Regions from separate parts of the Hordeum vulgare genome. Here region 2 is linked to region 1. A link is a contact called in public Hi-C data. All regions are on one chromosome and are shown on one strand. The core of a region is the stretch at or near the end of the contact, and the rest is flanking DNA. Distances in the headings are between cores, read along the strand shown.

The links. A called contact is a pair of places that touch in the nucleus more often than the background predicts.
Region 2: a contact with region 1 is called in a Hi-C map of seedling, with 2.7 times the contacts expected there. The contact joins the promoter of LOC123407543 here to the promoter of LOC123413545 in region 1. A contact is called at or near these places in 2 of 6 Hi-C or Micro-C datasets (leaf and seedling).

Annotation. Positions count from the first base shown.
Region 1 is chr7H:18,871,598-18,877,161 of MorexV3_pseudomolecules_assembly, reverse strand. It overlaps LOC123413545 (LRR receptor-like serine/threonine-protein kinase SIK1), which reads left to right and starts at 2,194. Exons shown (of 26, transcript XM_045106477.1): 1 at 2,194-2,773; 2 at 3,115-3,186; 3 at 3,424-3,495; 4 at 3,639-3,710; 5 at 4,022-4,093; 6 at 4,282-4,353; 7 at 4,454-4,525; 8 at 4,616-4,687; 9 at 4,772-4,840; 10 at 4,959-5,030; 11 at 5,119-5,190; 12 at 5,274-5,345; 13 at 5,432-5,503. The coding sequence starts at 2,541.
Region 2 is chr7H:19,011,939-19,017,502 of MorexV3_pseudomolecules_assembly, reverse strand. It overlaps LOC123407543 (spastin), which reads left to right and starts at 2,029. Exons shown (of 13, transcript XM_045100709.1): 1 at 2,029-2,373; 2 at 2,459-2,550; 3 at 3,040-3,065; 4 at 3,543-3,783; 5 at 3,870-3,965; 6 at 4,041-4,156; 7 at 4,248-4,328; 8 at 4,950-5,073. The coding sequence starts at 2,108.

The DNA of each region.
Region 1 (5,564 bases), core at 945-3,444:
GGGAGTAATTATTTAAAGGCTTAGTTGTTTCATCCATTTTAGCCTTCTACAAATGTCCACCTATTGTTGAAAATGACTGGTATTGCGCAATTATTAATTGGGCATGTGCGTCTCCCTTTTTTTGCAGGGTACATGTGCGTGCTTTTGATGTTCTTCTGCTTTGTCTTTTGCGGCTCACAAGTTCCCTCCGTTCCCAAAATAAATGTCTCTGTTTATACTGTATTAGAGTTAGTATTCAGTTAAGACAAATATTTTGAAACGGAAGGGTAGTATTTATTGCGGAGCAAACTTCCTTGATTAAGTTAATGAAAGCTTCGATGCACGGCTGGAGGTATTCTTCCTTTTCTAAATAAATGAAAGCTTTGATCAGCGATTATATTACTATTATGCACCTTTGGCACAAAATTGATCAGGATTAAGTTTGGTAATGCAATTTAGGAATGATCGCATGTGAGGTGTTTGCCCTTGATGATTGTAGTGTTGATGAAATATGACCCCGCAAATTTCATGATGAATCACACGTGATGTCATAGCAATGTACAAGGCATATGGTCGTGAGAGGGAGGATGATCCACAAAGGAAGAGCTTGTGGAAACACAAGCAAACATGAAGAAGACTAGATCAAGGAACTACCGTAGCCAGGAGGACATCATTTGTGTCGTGCTTGTATGAATGTCTTGCTTGATGCCTCTTTTGGTACTGATCAAGGAAGTAGAATTTTTCAAGTAGGGTTGAAGAGTACTAATCGAGCAATGTGACTGTTCCTTCTAACCGCACTAAAGGTTCTCTTCCCCGTTCTTGTCGGATGAACAACTCGATGGCCTCGACATAGGCCTAATCTTGGATGGACTACAGGACCGCGGTCTACTCCATCATCTCTGCCACTTTGGGCGAACTCAAACTCCGTCATGGCGTCCTCCATGGTGAAGCCTTCAACCGGCTCCGCCCCATCCTCATCTTCCTCATGCTCCTCCATGGGCACCGGTTGTTGCTCCCCCTCCTCTTCCTCCGGCTCCAACGATTCAGAGGTAGGCCCGCTGCAATCTAGGCGGCGGGCCTAGCCCAGATCTCCTCGAGCATCTGAAAATGCCGCTCCGGCGTTAGCATAGCACAGGTGGTCATCTTTTTCGACCATGGCGGAAGGGGACAGCGAGGGAGGATGAAGGCGAAGAGGGAGAGAAGTGGATGATCTCGGGCCGACGACGCGAAGAGGGAGGAAGCGGGTGTGGCTAGGGCCGGGGGACGCCGTCCGACGTAAATAGTCGAACCTTGGCTCTGGAGCGGCGAGCTAGAGCGACCCACGCGACGTTCACACCCTCACCGGAGGAGGCTTGTTCGGTTTCTGGGCTATTGTGTGTGGGACCTCCCCAAGCCGGTTCCGAAAAGTATGTCCAACGAGCAAACGAATCCCTTTTTTTTTTTTTTACAACACAATGGCGAACGAATCTCAGGCTACGCCCTTTACCAAACCAAGGTATAGCAGTACTGCTACTAGTTCTCAACAAAACCAAATTTGAATGTCTTGTACAATCCGTCCTTGTATGGCAGCGTTGCTTTGCGCTGAGCCGCCGAACCCCCATCCATCTAACCAACGAACCACAATCAATCCCAGCCCCATCCATCAGCCAGTCAATCAAACGCAACCCGCCCCGCCACGCAACATCCATGCACGCCCACGAACGTAGTAGTACCATCGCCACGCCACACCACACCACACGTACCCAAGCTCCATGCCCGGCACGGATCACGCCCGACCTCCCCCCTCTCGCCGTCCACCTCGCCTCGAACGGTTCGCCGCCGGTACGCCGCCGGCGGCGGCCACCACCGACGCCGCCACGATCGCCGCATGCATGCATGACCACCGTCCGACAAACAAGAGCCGGGTCCACCGGCAGCGTCCGCGGGAGATCCCATTTCGCGCGCGAACCAGCCTTTAATCTTAACCTTAACCCCTTTCCCCCTAAACCCCGCCCGCCACCCCGTCCGATCACACCTCACCACCGGGCCACCACCGCGGACCCCACGTGTCATCGACGGCGCGGTAAGAGACACGAGGACGTTCGAAAGGAAACGGGAGATCCACGCGGCGGGCCCCGCTCGTACACGCATAGCTGGCCATCACCGCTGACAGGGCGGGGCCCGCCCCGCCAGCCTTAACCCCCCTCCGCCTCCCTCCTCCCTCTCACTCGGTGGTGGTGGTGGTGGTGGTACCACGGCTCTGCTTCCCCTGCAGCGCGGCGCAGCGGCTGCCCCCCGAAAGCAACCGCAGTCACGTCGCTATCCGCCCCACCTCCATCGCCACGACAAATACATTGCCCCCCCTCCCTCCCTCGCCCCCATCTACTCCGCCATACGTTCACCAGATGGGACTGCGAGGAGGAGCAAGAACGGCGGCGGCGGCGGCGGTGCTGGGGCAGTGGTAGTAGGCTAGTAGCAGCTTCCACGGCTGTCCGGGGAGGAAGGAGGTTTCTTGATTTCTTAGAGAGTGCGCAGGCGGCGGCGGGAAGGGAAGGGAGGTCGCGCGCGGGCTGCTCCTCGGAATGGCGCCCTCGTCGCTGCGGCGGTGGGCGGCGACTGTGCTGGTGGTGGTTCTTCGGCTGGCGGCGGCGGCGGCGGAGGGGGAAGACCGAGGAGGGGACGGGGAGGCGCTGATGGACGTCAAGGCGGGCTTCGGCAACGCCGCCAACGCGCTCGCCGACTGGGACGGCGGCCGCGACCACTGCGCCTGGCGGGGCGTCGCCTGCGACGCCAACTCCTTCGCCGTCCTCTCCCTGTACGTCCCCCCTCCCTCCCTCCCTCCCTCCCCTCTTCTCCTGCTCCTCCGGCCGGCATTGCGAACGCCATGACGACAAGCTTCTCCCTCTCCGTCGTCTCGCTTCTCGGCCGCCGCTCCTCGCCGCGTGTGAAAGATGTTGGCTTGCTCTTTGAAAGCAACCCGCTTGCTCTGCATATCTGGATAAAAAAAAACTGTACTTTCTCTTTTCTCATGGGATTATTCATTCGCTTCTTCCTTGCATAATCATCTACATATTTGTTTCGCTACTTATAAACGAACTAGTATTATCTATCTCTGACGGCTGATTGATCTTCTCCGGTGAAAATAAAAAAATGCAGGAACCTGTCAAATCTGAACCTGGGAGGGGAGATCTCGCCGGCGATAGGGGAGCTCAAGACCCTACAGTTCCTGTACGCACACACCACCATCCCTCCCCCATCCCCATCCCCATCCCCCTCCTTTGCATCTTCATAAGATTTTGTGCCTGAATCTTCCCCTCTCTCTTTAAAAATATCCATCCGATTTGACCCATCATCCCGTGATGTGACAAGCCTCTTTACTATTCTATCATGCCTACCACGCCCTCCTAGGAGTAGATTGGATTAGTTTATCTCAGCCCTAATGATTTGCTTCCTTTGCTTGCGCAGGGATCTCAAGGGGAACAAGCTCACAGGCCAAATCCCAGATGAGATTGGGGATTGTGTCTCCTTAAAATACTTGTACGCCACCCAATCCGGGTCTTCTTTTATTCTTCTATATACTACTCCTACCTTTTTGCTGTAGACATGGATGATTCTTGTTTATAGTATTTTTATACCGGTTGACATGTGCCTCTTCTTGTGTGTGTGTGTCCTACATACAGGGATTTGTCCTTCAACCTGCTGTATGGAGACATCCCCTTCTCCATCTCCAAGCTCAAGCAACTCGAGGATTTGTAAGCACTGGATCATCATTTGTTTATCTTGCCTGCCTTTTAGCAGAGACATGCCTTTTTTTTCTGAGATTGTGATCACTTTTCCACCCATCTTTGGGTTGTTTTGGGTTATCCCAAGGAATGAGAGGCTGCTTGCTTTTATCTGCTTTTTTTTGTATTATTTTTTTTGGGCAAAGTATGTTTTGGGGTTATAACTGCTATGAAACTAGTTTAAGTTTTGCTTCTGTGTGGTTTGTAGATTGCAGCCAAGTTTCTGTGGTTTAGAGTGCTTGAGTTATGATGTTTCTTTTTCTCTCTTATTATGGCTGCAGGATTCTGAAGAACAACCAGCTCACGGGACCCATCCCTTCCACACTGTCCCAGATTCCAAATCTCAAAATCTTGTGAGTTTCCTAGTACCTTTCTTTCCCCGTGACTCTACTTATTATGGGATTCTTGGGAAGACTTGATGATCTTCCTTTTCTTACCTACCCTTTTGTGCTGCCTAAAAAGTGTTTATCGTGGGGGCATTTTCCTTTTCTGCCCCATGTGGTTCTTGTGAATGAGATGTACAATTGTTTACTTGGAACAGAGATCTTGCCCAGAACCAGCTCACAGGGGACATCCCAAGGCTCATCTACTGGAATGAAGTTCTACAATACCTGTAAGAAGTTCCCCTGCATCATGTTATTTTTGCTTACTGATTCGCTCGGCAATCGGTATAAAAAGAAGATGCTGACATTTTCATCCTCTTCATTTTTCAGAGGTTTGAGGGGTAATTCACTCACCGGAACCTTGTCACCTGACATGTGCCAACTCACTGGCCTGTGGTACTTGTAAGTTTTGTTCTTACTTGGAGATGCTGCTTTATTATATCATCATGCAAACTGATATTAACGGTACTGATATTTCTTCCAAATCCGCAGTGATGTGAGGGGAAACAATCTCACAGGAACAATTCCAGAGAGCATAGGGAACTGCACCAGCTTTGAGATTCTGTATGTTGCTTGCTAAGATTTTATTGATGTACTGGTGCTCATTTGTCAGGATATTATTGATTGAATTTGATTTATGGAACACAGGGACATTTCATATAACAAAATCTCTGGAGAAATACCTTACAACATAGGTTTCCTTCAAGTAGCTACACTGTAAGCCTCCTGATTTTACTCAAATTCTCTATACTTTAGCTTATCTGCACTAGTGTGATATTCTACTCTGTTATAATTATTCAGACTTATGCTAAATGCTTGCGTTTATCTTTCATAGGTCGCTTCAAGGAAATAGACTGACTGGGAAAATTCCAGAAGTGATTGGCCTCATGCAAGCTCTTGCTGTTCTGTGAGTAAAACACAACACTTTTCTCTGCATAGGTCTTGGCTGATGAAATATTCGATACTGACTTTTTTGTGTCCAATTCTGTTCTTAGTGATCTGAGCGAAAATGAACTAGTAGGGTCCATTCCTCCGATACTCGGCAACTTATCCTACACTGGCAAACTGTTAGTATCATTTGTAAGACCTGATTTTTCACTGAAACAATGTTGCTTTTCTATTAACACTTTCTGGGTCCATTTATATTCAGATATCTACACGGCAATAAACTTACTGGAGAAGTACCACCGGAGCTTGGAAACATGACTAAACTTAGCTACCTGTAAGTGATTGTTATCTGATGTTGATAATACTTGTACTCCAATTGGTTTGAAACACTGTCTGAGGTTTAGAAATTGTTCAATATAGGCAACTGAATGACAATGAATTAGTGGGCACAATTCCAGCCGAGCTTGGGAAACTTGAAGAGCTATTTGAATTGTAAGGACAGGTCTTTTCGTACAGATTAATAGTTCTTTTTACCTGAGCAATTCTTGACCCG
Region 2 (5,564 bases), core at 780-3,279, 140 kb before region 1:
TTTCCTGTTTTGTTTTGTTTTACTCTTTCTATTTTTCATTTTTGTACTTTGGTTATTCATTTATTTTCTAAAATGCAAGTTTTTTTAAAATTCATGAACTTTTGTTTGAAAATTGATGAGCTTTTTTCTAATCCATGGTATTTTTCTTCAAAATTGATGTATCCCTTTTGTATTTAATGATTTTTTATGATAATTAATGTATTTTTAAAGAAAAATGATGTACCATTTCCAAATTCATGAACTGCTTTTATATTATGAACTTCGTTTCCAAATCGATAGTTTGTTTTTCTCAGAACTAATAATTTTTTACATTTTTGGTTAACTTTTTTCAAATTTCTGATATTATTTTCAAATTGATGTACTTTTTTCAAAATTTATAAACTTTAATCCAAAATCATGATTTTCTTTTCTAATTCGTGTTTTTGCTTAATTTTGTGATTTTTTTTTTCAAAGTCTATGAAAGTTTTGAAATTTTGAGATTTTTTGGAGAAAGAATAAAATAATTTTTAATTTAACCATCATCTAGGCATGCGATCAGCGAAGACCCAATGCACCCTGTCGAGGAATTGGATCGCGAGTGGTGATATGGGAGAGCCCATCAATGCATCCTAGTGGGCCCCAAGACTCCTAGCGGGCTCATAAGGCATGGATTAGGAGCTCTCCGCTAATAGTTCACATGCTCCGTAGCCACAGTGGCATTATACTTCTAGGTTGACCCAGTCGGTCGATTGCATCATTGCATGTGCGAGTCGCCCAGAGGCCTCATGTAGACAATTTTTCTCTGAGACAACCCCACGTAGATATTTAGATAGAGCATAGTTAGATATTTTTTAAGACAAACATAGTTCTTAGAGGGGAAGACAAACGACATTTCCTATTCAGCACTTCACACATTCGTGACAACACATTTTGCAAATGCACACACACACATCTGCTTTGCGGTGGGCCGACCCGTCACCATTCTTTTTTTAACGTCCAAAAAATTGCGCGCATGTGTGTTTCGGACTTGCGACCCCCTCTTCATTCGTATGCTGCGCCAAACATCCCACCACCATCACGTGACGTGCGAAGTTACATCTTCTTTTCTCTTTCCTCTTTCTTCTTTTCCCTTTTCCTTTTTTTTTCTAGTTTGTTTTTATTCTTTGCTATTTCTTTTGCTAAATTGAATAAATATTTCTCAAAATCAATGGAACCTTTTCCAAAACCGATGAATTATTTTTAAAAATTGATGATCTTTGTATTCTTCCAAAATTGATAAACTATTTCCATGACCGATGAACTTTTTCAATTGATGAATTTTTAGAAACTTAGGGAAATTTTGAAAATTGCATGGACTTTTTCTAAATATTTAAACATTTCAAATCCATGAACCTTTTTCAAACCCGTGTTAAATTTTTCAATTTGTGAACATGGTTTTTCAAATTAGCGAACTTTTTTCATTTTTCTTGAACTATTTTGTATTTCATGAACTTTTCCAAATTCGTGAACTTTTCTCCATGAATCCTGTCGAAACCGTCAACTTTTCTAAATTACTGATTTGTTTTCAATTTTCAGGAATTTCCTTTTTCAATTTATGGAATTTCTTCAAGAAATAGTGAACTATTTTCATTATTTCATGATCATTTTTAACACGTGAACCCTTTCCTTTGGAAACAAATTATTTGAATTCCTCGAATGTTGGTGAGCCCTTTATGAAATCTATGAAGTCCCGAATTTTGTTACAACGCGGTTTTAGTTTGTTCTTTAGTATTCCCCGTTACTCTATGTCAGTAGCTCCAGTGGTTAGCCTAACCTGTTTTCGTATGCATCCGCACCGTTCCGAATCCTCATAACTCAATTTTTGGTGTTTTTCCCCGCTCTAATAGAATTTGCTTGTTAGTGGGCCGGGCCAGCAGCGTTAGCATGTGGGCCCAGGGAGCAAGACAAACATAGTTAAGCTAGCCCGAGAAATGGCAGCGTGGGCCCTTCGAGCCCGGCCCACCGGAGACGCGTGCCGAGTGGACTAGACTCTCCGGTCTCTCTCCCCCAACAGCAGCAACCCAACCCAAGGCCCCACGCAAACTTCCACCGGCGAATCTCCGATGACGCTCCCCCCCGTCGGCGGCGCATGAGCTTCCTCCGCGCGCTCGCGGACTCCCTCTCGTCGCTCCTCTTCGCAGCGCCGGCCATGGACGCGCCGGCGGCGGCCGTGGTGGGGGAGCGCGTGGCCGTGAAGCTGCGGGGCTACTTCGAGCTGGCCAAGGAGGAGATCGACAAGGCCGTGCGCGCCGAGGAGTGGGGCCTCCCCGACGACGCCGAGGCGCACTACCGCAGCGCCCTCCGCGTCATGCTCGAGGCCAAGGCCGCCCGCGTCCCCGACGCCGTCTCCTCCAGGTCAGCTGTCCCCTCCCCCTTCCCTCCGGCAGATTTATGCTAGGGTTTGCGGTCGCTGATCGGCGTGCGCGTTTCGGTTTTGCAGCGAGAGGGGCCAGGTCAGGGTGTACCAGGACAAGATCGCCAAGTGGCAGACGCAGGTGGAGGAGCGCCTCAGGGTGCTCGGCCGGAGGAGCGGTGAGCCTCTCCGCCCCTCTTCGTTTCCTCCTCCTCAGTTTTGCTCACTTCTCAATGTTGTGCACATGTGAAACTTGTTCAGTGATGTGTTTGCACTTCTCAGTCCAAAAACATTAGAAGAAGCCAATATTCTTGCAGCCATACCTCTAGTTTTTTGTGTTATTAATCACTGGATTGTGTGAAATTTAGGGGTTCATACCCACTCCCTCCATCCCGAATTAGTTATCTTAGATTATCTAGACACGTTTTAGTGTTAGGTATATCCGTATCTAGACAAATCTAAGACAGCTAATTTGGGACGGAGGTAATATATAATTCCATTTGTTAATTGTACATTGCCATACTTTTGCGATTGTGGAATATAATTCATTCGGAGTTAACTTCCAGTAGTTTGATTGTTCACATAGGTCCTACATACATTTCCCTACTGTTCCAATTGTGGACTTCAATTAATTGGGTGTTAACTCTTTTTTTTTTCTGGCATTGTAGGAGCGGCTGCACCAGTCCCCAATAAGGTATAAGCTTCTAGTGTTGATTTTTCACACGTGGTACATGTTACTTTTGCCTGATAGTTTCAACTGCCTAGTGTCTACTTGGTACATTCTGAACTGTCTTCTACCTAGTGTTCTAGTAAAAATGATCGTGGCCTGTTATTTGCTTCCTTCCCGGTTAACAGCGTTTTACTGATATGTTGATTTGGTACTGCTGCAGTTCTACTTTATCAATCCAAGTCTGCTCGCTATGAATATTTTTTTCTTGTGAGTTCTTACGATTAGGAGTGCTAGTATTATATCTACTTGACTACTTGTTACCTGCGATAGCAAACATTGATCAAAATAAGTTGTTGTAAGAAAAGGAAAGCTAGCTAGATGCCTGGGTTACATAGTTACATATTGAGGTTATCAACTGTATTTTCTTTTTAAGGAGTACTTTGCAGCGAGCACATTGGTCAAAAAGGTCTTTCTCCATTACCATGTACTCTATTTCTGCAGGTTGTTGCAAACAATCAAGTAAATAGGCCCGAGAGACCAGCATCAAGTAGCTACCGTAAGTCAGCTTTGCAGTCTAGCCCTACCTTTAACAGAGGTGGTCAAGCATCCTCCCATCAGAAGAATAGCAATGGTGGATCGAAGCCAGTGCAAAGAGCTGGTGGAAAGGATGATGACAAGCTTGTTGAAATGATAAATACGACAATCGTGGATAGAAGTCCTTCTGTCAAATGGGATGATGTTGGTATGCAACTATTGACTTTCTTTGTGCGCTCTGGCTCAAGCCCAATTATTAATCATGGTGTCATTGTTCTCTGGTTTGATCTGTAGCTGGTCTTGACAAAGCAAAGCAAGCACTCATGGAAATGGTTATCTTACCTACTAAGCGAAGGGATTTATTCACTGGTCTTCGGAGGCCTGCGAAAGGTAAACGTGTTCATGCTCAAGGTTTCCCTTCTCTGGATCTTTTCTATTAATTCATAAGTCATAACTACTATTCAGGGCTGCTTCTCTTTGGTCCTCCTGGGAATGGGAAAACAATGCTCGCCAAAGCTGTTGCTTCAGAATCTGAAGCAACATTTTTTAATGTTTCAGCTTCTTCGTTGACATCAAAGTGGGTATGTGGTTGTCCCTATTTATGTTACTTAGTCGGATACTCACTTGCATATTTTACTCTCTGAACCAACCTTATTTCATTGGCATACACAGGTAGGGGAGGCTGAAAAGCTTGTTCGGACACTTTTCATGGTTGCTGTTGAACGGCAACCATCTGTTATTTTCATGGATGAGGTCCTTGTTACAAACCTTATTGTTCAAATAATATTTATTTAATACTCACTCCGTCCCAAAATAATTGTCGTTGATTTAGTACTCTAAATCAGCGACACCTATTTGGGACGAAGGGAGTATTTTCTTATTAATTGAAGCTCATCGATGTTATTTTGACCATGCTATCACTAGTTGTTTGAATAGGGAAATTGGCCGCTTGTCATATTTTAAGATAGTTTAGTTTTGGAATGTTTGATCCATTTGAAGTTTGAACGGTGCAATTGTTAGACATGTAGAAGTGTAAATATATGCTTTTCTCCTGAACTTTGCACAGAATAGAAGTATGCATCAGATATTTTATATTTTCTGCATAGGCTTATGCACAAAGTTGATGTTTGCATTCAAATCTTTCTAGAAGTTTAGATGAGCAAATATATGGTACCTGCGTTCCTGCCTGCTCAGTTAGTATAGGGTCTTAATTGCTTTTTTAGGAACATCAAGTACAAAGTAGATGCATACACACTGACACAATTAGAATGCATTCCCTTAAGCTGTGTTTTAACGTATTTTTTCTTCTTATTATTATAAATGTGAGATCTCATGTGTTTTGTTCTTTCGTGTTGGCTGTATTTGACTATCCAGATTGATAGTGTCATGTCAACAAGGTTAGCTAGTGAGAATGATGCTAGCAGGCGACTGAAATCTGAATTCCTTATTCAGTTTGATGGGGTGACATCAAACCCAGATGATTTAGTAATTGTTATAGGTTAGTATATCTTTCTTTGTTGATTTTATAATCCTGGTTATCTTATGCACTATACTTGCGTCTGATGAAAATAATTAGGATACAACCGTCGTGCAACTGTTACTACTTACCACAATTATATACTCCCTCCTTCCATAAATACTTGTCGGAAAATGGATAAAAATGGATGTATCAGAACTAAAATCGTCTAGATACATCCATTTCTCCGACAAGTATTTCCGGACGGAGGGAGTAATACATAATCTCCATACTGTAAATTTTATTTGCTCATAATAATTTGTTGACATGGTATGCTGTTTAGCACTTCTCCGCTGCTGCCGTTTTGTTATTCAGTACATCCTGTATTTTGATCAGGTCTATCGTGTATTCCTCCTTTGTATAAAATCGTATTTGGGTGTTGCAAATAAATGACCCTTGGACCCGATGCTCAGCACTTTCATTATTTGAGCAGCATTAGTTTAGGACTTAGAATTGTCTCTGTCACGAGTCGT